2 separate regions of the Mus musculus genome follow, and region 1 is linked to region 2. The links are chromatin contacts, called in public promoter capture Hi-C maps. All regions are on one chromosome and are shown on one strand. Each heading gives the region's core, a stretch centred on a gene start, on an enhancer-like site or on the middle of the called end of the contact. The rest is flanking DNA. Distances are from core to core; before and after follow the strand shown.

What was found. Promoter capture Hi-C pulls out the DNA fragments that hold promoters and counts their contacts.
Region 1: a contact with region 2 is called in a promoter capture Hi-C map of liver, with 2.6 times the contacts expected there. The contact joins the enhancer-like site here to the promoter of C4bp in region 2. A contact is called at or near these places in 5 of 39 promoter capture datasets (cranial neural crest, embryonic stem cells, liver and 1 more) and 1 of 9 other capture datasets (embryonic stem cells).

The regions. Positions count from the first base shown.
Region 1 is chr1:131,070,928-131,073,898 of GRCm38.p6, forward strand. All of the region lies in intron 1 of Mapkapk2 (MAP kinase-activated protein kinase 2), which reads right to left. It also overlaps the pseudogene Gm25549. Among named protein-coding and RNA genes, the nearest start is that of Mapkapk2, 25 kb to the right of the region's middle. Within about 2 kb of position 1,619, at least 49 of the 459 cell types and tissues checked have an H3K27ac peak or open chromatin away from gene starts, as enhancers often do. A contact at or near this core is called in liver, where this site is marked.
Region 2 is chr1:130,660,211-130,663,510 of GRCm38.p6, forward strand. C4bp (complement component 4 binding protein) reads right to left here and starts at 1,408. Exons shown (of 10, transcript NM_007576.3): 1 at 1,238-1,408.

The sequences.
Region 1 (2,971 bases), core at 369-2,868, 410 kb after region 2:
AATTCTTTGTTTTATCTACTGAAACTCTTCTGATCTTGAGTGTATCCAGAGCAGTACTGTATTTAAAAACAGGCGCTAAATCTTTTAATTGCTCTATGGATGAGTTTCCCCAAAGTTGACAGGGAATGATTGAATGGAATTTGGTACTGGGGCCTTTGGGAGGCTCCCTAGGGCATTTCCCAATGGCAAAGTGTTACCCTGCCTAGCCCTTGTTGACTTATATTCATTAGTCCAATGCTGGGTTATACCATACCTTCTGCATACTCTAAAATTTAGTCTGGGGCCTTCTTTTTGGATTATCTCTAGAAAAAATATTATTTCTAGAAACACCTTGCCTTTCCGGATGACTTTGCTTTCCACAACTAAAACATCTGCCATTTTGATTTCCCTTTAAACTTTTTTTTTTCTTTTTTTCGAGACAGGGTTTCTCTGTGTAGTCCTGGCCGCCCTGGAACTCACTCTGTAGACCAGCTGGCCTCGAACTCAGAAATCCGCCTGCCTCTGCCTCCCAAGTGCTGGGATTAAAGGCGTGTGCCACTACTGCCCAGCCCCTTTAAACTTTTAGGAATTACTTCCCCTATCAGAGTAGCATCATAACTGTGAGCTCTAGTATCACCTAATCACAAGGAAAGTGAGGCACTGAAAGATGGATCCCAAGACCTAAAACCTGCTAGCAAGCCAGGCAGGGCAGAGTGGGTGTCAGCTCAGGAAAAGAGAGCAGAGTGCCTCAGCGCGTGAACTAGATGCTGCAGCCAAGTCAAAACTGATCAGGGAGGAAGGGGCCCCCTGTTGGGAACAGAAACTGGGGGAATGTCCATGGCTACCCTGCCCATCTGTTCTAGCACGAAGGCTCGATGTCTGTCAGACTAGAAATGCTAAACATGGGCAAGGAAGCAATCCGCAATCCAGAGTGCTAACACTCTACCCACTGAGAGGTACAGAGTTACTGCTTGTTTAAAGGGAAGACCAAACACACGGACTGGTTTACATGCACCATCTCTGGTAAAGCTCTGGGGCAGATCATCAGCTAGGCCTTCACTGTCCAGCCTGGGCTCCCTGAGAAATCACGGCCAGTGACTCGCATTTCTTGTCTCAAAGAGTTACTAAATTATGCTTAGGCCCCCATGGTGGTGCTATTTTGGGAGGTTCTGGACACTTTAAGAGGTTGAAACCTGACTAGAGAAGGCAGGTCACTAAAGGTAAGTCCTTGAATGGATTCTGTCACCAGCTCCCCATCTTGTTATTTCCCATAAACAGCTCTCTTTTACTACGTTCCTCCAAGCACATGGGGCCATGTTGACTATGGACTGGACTCTCTGAACCTTGAGCCAGTATAAACCCTTCCTCGGATGGCTTTTGCTAAGGTGTTTGGTCATACCAAAGCAAAAGCTAAAAACACTGGTGTTACTCACAATAGGTGTCTTCTCCCACTACAGACCAAGGCAATGTCTTGTCCATTCTTTGGTTCCAAGTTGTAAGTCCCCAATACACGGCACTTGAGAGGAAGTCCATAAAAATCTGCTTGCTGACTAACTCAGAGAGTCCACCCCATGACAAAAACAAGGAATGCCATCCTTGGCTTTGTCTAATATTTTACCACTGAGCTGACTAACGACATCACCGACAACAAGCTTATGAAATCTGCAGTGTGGAAAGAGCAGACAGAAACAATCAGGCGTGGCCTGGGCAACAGGGTTTTTTGTTACTGCTTTTGCTTTAAGACACAGTAGGAGAAAACATGAGGCAAAAATCGCCTCCAAGACCTGTTAGTATTTCTGGAGTCACTACAACAGCAGAGGAGGAAGGAACCTTGTCACAGGAGTGGCTCCAGATACCAGGGAGCAAAGGCTCTGTCTGCCTGCCTGGGGTGGACCCAGCCGGTCTGCCACCATCTGGGCAGTGGCCCCAAGGAGGTTCCTATCGTCAGGCCTCCAGTCCCCTTCCACACAGAATAGGACAATAATGTATCTTCCTCAGGGAGGGGTTAATAAAACTGGGCTTAGATCTGTGCCTCCTGCAGTAAACATACTTGTTGGTTTTTGTTATTAAGCTACTTCTAAGAAAAACAAAGGGTGTAAAGAATTGTGACTAAAGGCATAGTTCTAAAGTTCATTCAAATACCAACTTCAACCTTGCCTGGCCTTAACCAATGACTTCATTTTCTCAATCTACACTACCCTCAGCCACTTAATGCAGACAGTGATAGTATCTAAATGTGTATCAAATATGTATCAAAATATGCCATGAGTTTCTCGTTAGAGACAAGGAAGAAACAGAAGCACAAACTTTCCCAGATGGCCTGCTGACCAATAACCAACTGACTGTAAAAAGATTGGTCACTGCCCACAATATTACCATGTGCACGGTGACCTGCACACTCAAGAGCTCACAGAGAAGTTTGTCCTCCACACAATCACTCAATGCTAATCCACCACGGCAGCCGAAAGCTGAGCCACGCTGCCGAGAACTGGTCATTTCATCTGTAGTAGGTGAAACTCATGAACGTTAGAAAATGAAGACCACACAAAACACATAACTTGGAAGTATGCACACTAGAGATCCATAGTGATTAGCTTTAGGAAAAGCAACAGCTTGGACCTGTTTTCAAACTAGGCTGACCCTCCCCCCATCAAGACCACTTCATTCTACTTCCTGATCAGCAGGAACAAAAGACTCCAAGGGAAATAAATGTTGCCCCACAAACCTAGCAGGGACCCGTCCTCTGGAAAGTGATGGATGGATTGCTTCATGGATGTGCATGTCCTGTGTAGGGGCCATGCTAGTCTTCTCTGTATAGTTCCATCTTTAGTGAGTGTGGTACCACCAAACTATACTGATGCTTGCCCCAAGGCACACTTGGCAGTTATCTGGCATAAGTGTTCATTATCACTGCTTTGGGGAGCACATGGCAACTGCATCTAAGCAGTGAAAGCCATAACGTTGCTCATTCCTACAAATCCCAGGACAACAT
Region 2 (3,300 bases), core at 158-2,657:
AAGAGACTCCCAAGACATACAGCCTCTTGCTATTGCCCTTTGTTATGCCCTAACAGTGAAAGGTAAGTCTCTATTGCTGAAGACACCATACACTTCAGAAACAAGGTCAAGAGATCCCTGAAATGGAACTGATCTGAATGTCCCCTCTCTGGGGACTTAAATGTTACTAGAAGACATTGTGCAAGCTTCCAAAAAAAGGGGAAAGGCAACCAATAGTCCTACCCAGCTCTGATGCCCATGAATGCATCAATGACCAACATGATACAGTAACCCTAAGGGTGTAATAGTGGGACATATTGTTTGAAAGTAACCAGAAACTCTCTAATTGTATTTAAGGCCCATTCAACCATGTCTGTTGCTATAAACCTAGCTAACTAACTACTCAATGCTAGTGAAGTTCCAGTTATTAGAGAATCTACAACTACTAATTTACTAAGCCAGCATAATCTCTAACAACATTCTATAAATATTTATCGTCATACTCACATAGTCTTGAACCCCTCATCAGAAAACACACACACACAAAACAAAAAACAACAACAGAAAAACCCCAACTTCTCTTTGTAACAGAGGCCACCGCAGAAAACTACAACCAATCAAAATGCAGAGTTATGGGTCCCAGTTCTGATGTCTACATCTAAGAAACACTCCTGCACCTGAGAAGAAACTACAGAGGAGGTGGCAGAACGATTGTAGGATCCAAGGGTCCAAGGAATTTACTGTGAAATTGTGTCACCTAGCAACATCAGAAACTGTATCAGAAAAGTCTCACCAACATGACCTCCCAAACATGACCCAAACAAGAACACTGATGAACATACAAAACTAGACAGTGGAATCCCACGAGGCTTTGATTCTACACAAAGAACTATAGGCAACTGAGGAAAGCTGGTAGTAAGAGCTGTGGTATTTCCCATGGAAGATCCACAGCAATTGGTTTCCTAGCGCCAAATTATCAGCCCTGAAAACATACATAAAAGTAACATTATATGGACTGAACAGGTTGTATTTAGGAATAGATGCATGTGATAACAATTAATTTAAAAAAGGAGACTATATTTGAAAGAGAACAAGAAGGGCTGTATGGGAAGATTTGGAGAGAGGAAAAGGAATGGGAAAATGTAATTAAATTGTAATCTCAAAAATAATAAATAGAACACAGAGGAGCACACACTAAAGAACCTGATGACCAGCTTTACCCACAATGCCCCACCCAAGTGCTCAGTAGCCCACTGACCTGCAATAGCAGAGAAAGACTCTGTGGTGGTACTTGGATCTCTACTGTACTAGTTTCTCCCAAGATGAGAGTTGATCATATTATCCTAAAGCTGGCCAGTACTTGCTCCATCAAAAAAGCTTCTGAAGTCTACCCACGCAAGTGATCCTTGCATTCCACCCACACAAGTTTCTGGTTAAGCAGTTGAGTATGACGGACAGGGAGACAGTCTCCTCTGTCCCGGTGAATGATTAACAGACTAGAGCAGCAGTGTTTATTTAATCTCCTTCTCTCCCAGCCCTCATTCTTCATCATGTGTTGGAATTATTTATTTTCTTCTCTGCCAACCATTTCCCCTAAGTTAGAAGGGGACTTGGAATTTGATGCCAGAATTTTCTGTCTTTTCATAATCATAAGAGTTATGCATCACAAAATCCAACCAGCCTAGGAACCTTGAGTTGGAGTTCAGACCCACTCTGACTAAAATGATTCTCTTCCCAGGACTGCAGACCCACTCAGGGACGTTGGATCTGAGGATCTTACTCTTCACTGGTCTCCAGGCATCACCAGGAGCTACAATAGACACAGTATGTGTGTTGTTTATTGAGTTCCTGCTGTGTGCTGACCTGACTGGAACATACTCAGAGCTCCACAGATATTAGCAACTACCACTACCAGGCACCAAAGGATCTCCAGAAGTCAGTCTGACACTCGTCAATATTCAGAAAAATGTAATGAAGAGGCTAATTTATGTGTTTGCGATCACATAAATATACAGATAAAGTCAAGTCCTGAAATGGACCCTTAGTCTGTTAATAATAAGTTTAAAGATTTGTGTGCCCCAAGGATTGCTCTTGGAAAGCACTTCTGGACCAGTGAGATGGCTCTGTGGGTAAATGTGCATGTCATGAAGCCTAAAGACCTGAGTTTTATCCCCAGATTGAACCAATTCGTATATGTTGTCCTCTGACTACCACAAGCATGCCATGCCCCAAATGCCCCTCATATAAATAAATAATTGTAACTCTAAGTAGTAAAAATTAGTTCTTACCAGATGTAGTGTATAATCTTGTAACTGTAGCACTTGGGAGGCTGAGGCAGGAGGATTATGATTTCAAGATTAACCTGGGCTACATAGTAAGATCCTATCTCAGAAACCAAAGGCTGGAAATGCTGTTGGGTGGTAGAGCACTTGTCTGATATGTCCAAAATCCTTGGGTTGGATCAACATAGGGAAAAAAAATTTTTTTGACATCATAATTTATGCTCTGTAATAAACACTAATGGCCTCACAAATTGAGCTCCTCCGTGAAGTTTGACCAAGTTATAAGATTTGGGGTGCACCTTCACTGATAAGCAGAAATTACTGAGAGGAAAATGAGGAGGATATTAGAGGTAAAGAAAGCACAGCCACGTCACAAAGGTAAGAGACTGATTTAATGTGATAAGAGTCCATGTAAAAGCGATCCTATGAAGTCCCGGAAGCTGATTTGGAGGAAATACCGCCCTCAGTTCACTCTTCCAAATATCGTTTATCAGTATCTTCAAGTCCTTTTCCTGCTTTCTACTACGGTAAGCGCAGAGTTCTCTCTCCCAGGGGACTAACTTATCTAAATCACAACAAATTATTTTGCCTTCTATTTTATGAAAACATTGTGCATTAGTTTAATCCGTGTCATTTTTTTTGTCCTGATCAACCCTGATTTAAAGGGTTGATTCTTCTTTTCTAAATTTTTCATCTTGTCTCTTATCCTGAAGTGTTCCTGCCATCTTGCCAAAACTTCAAACTCCTTTTTCTCCTTTAGTCTGATGCTGAGCTTCTCAAGAATGCAGTCTTCATCTGCAGGTTCAAATGTGCTACATTCACTCCAGTAGTGACAAGCGCGACAGGCCCCGAAAACCTGGGCGCTGTCCCGAGGCAAAAAGTTCACGGAAACTTAGTCTCCTGGAATCGTGGCATCCTGTATAAAGAATGCTCCAATGTCCTGGCTTTAGTTGGTAAACGGATCTGTGTGCTTTCCCATAATATTGCTTTATTACAAGTGCTCCTAAGGATTGATATTTTAACATATAGCTAAGTTAGA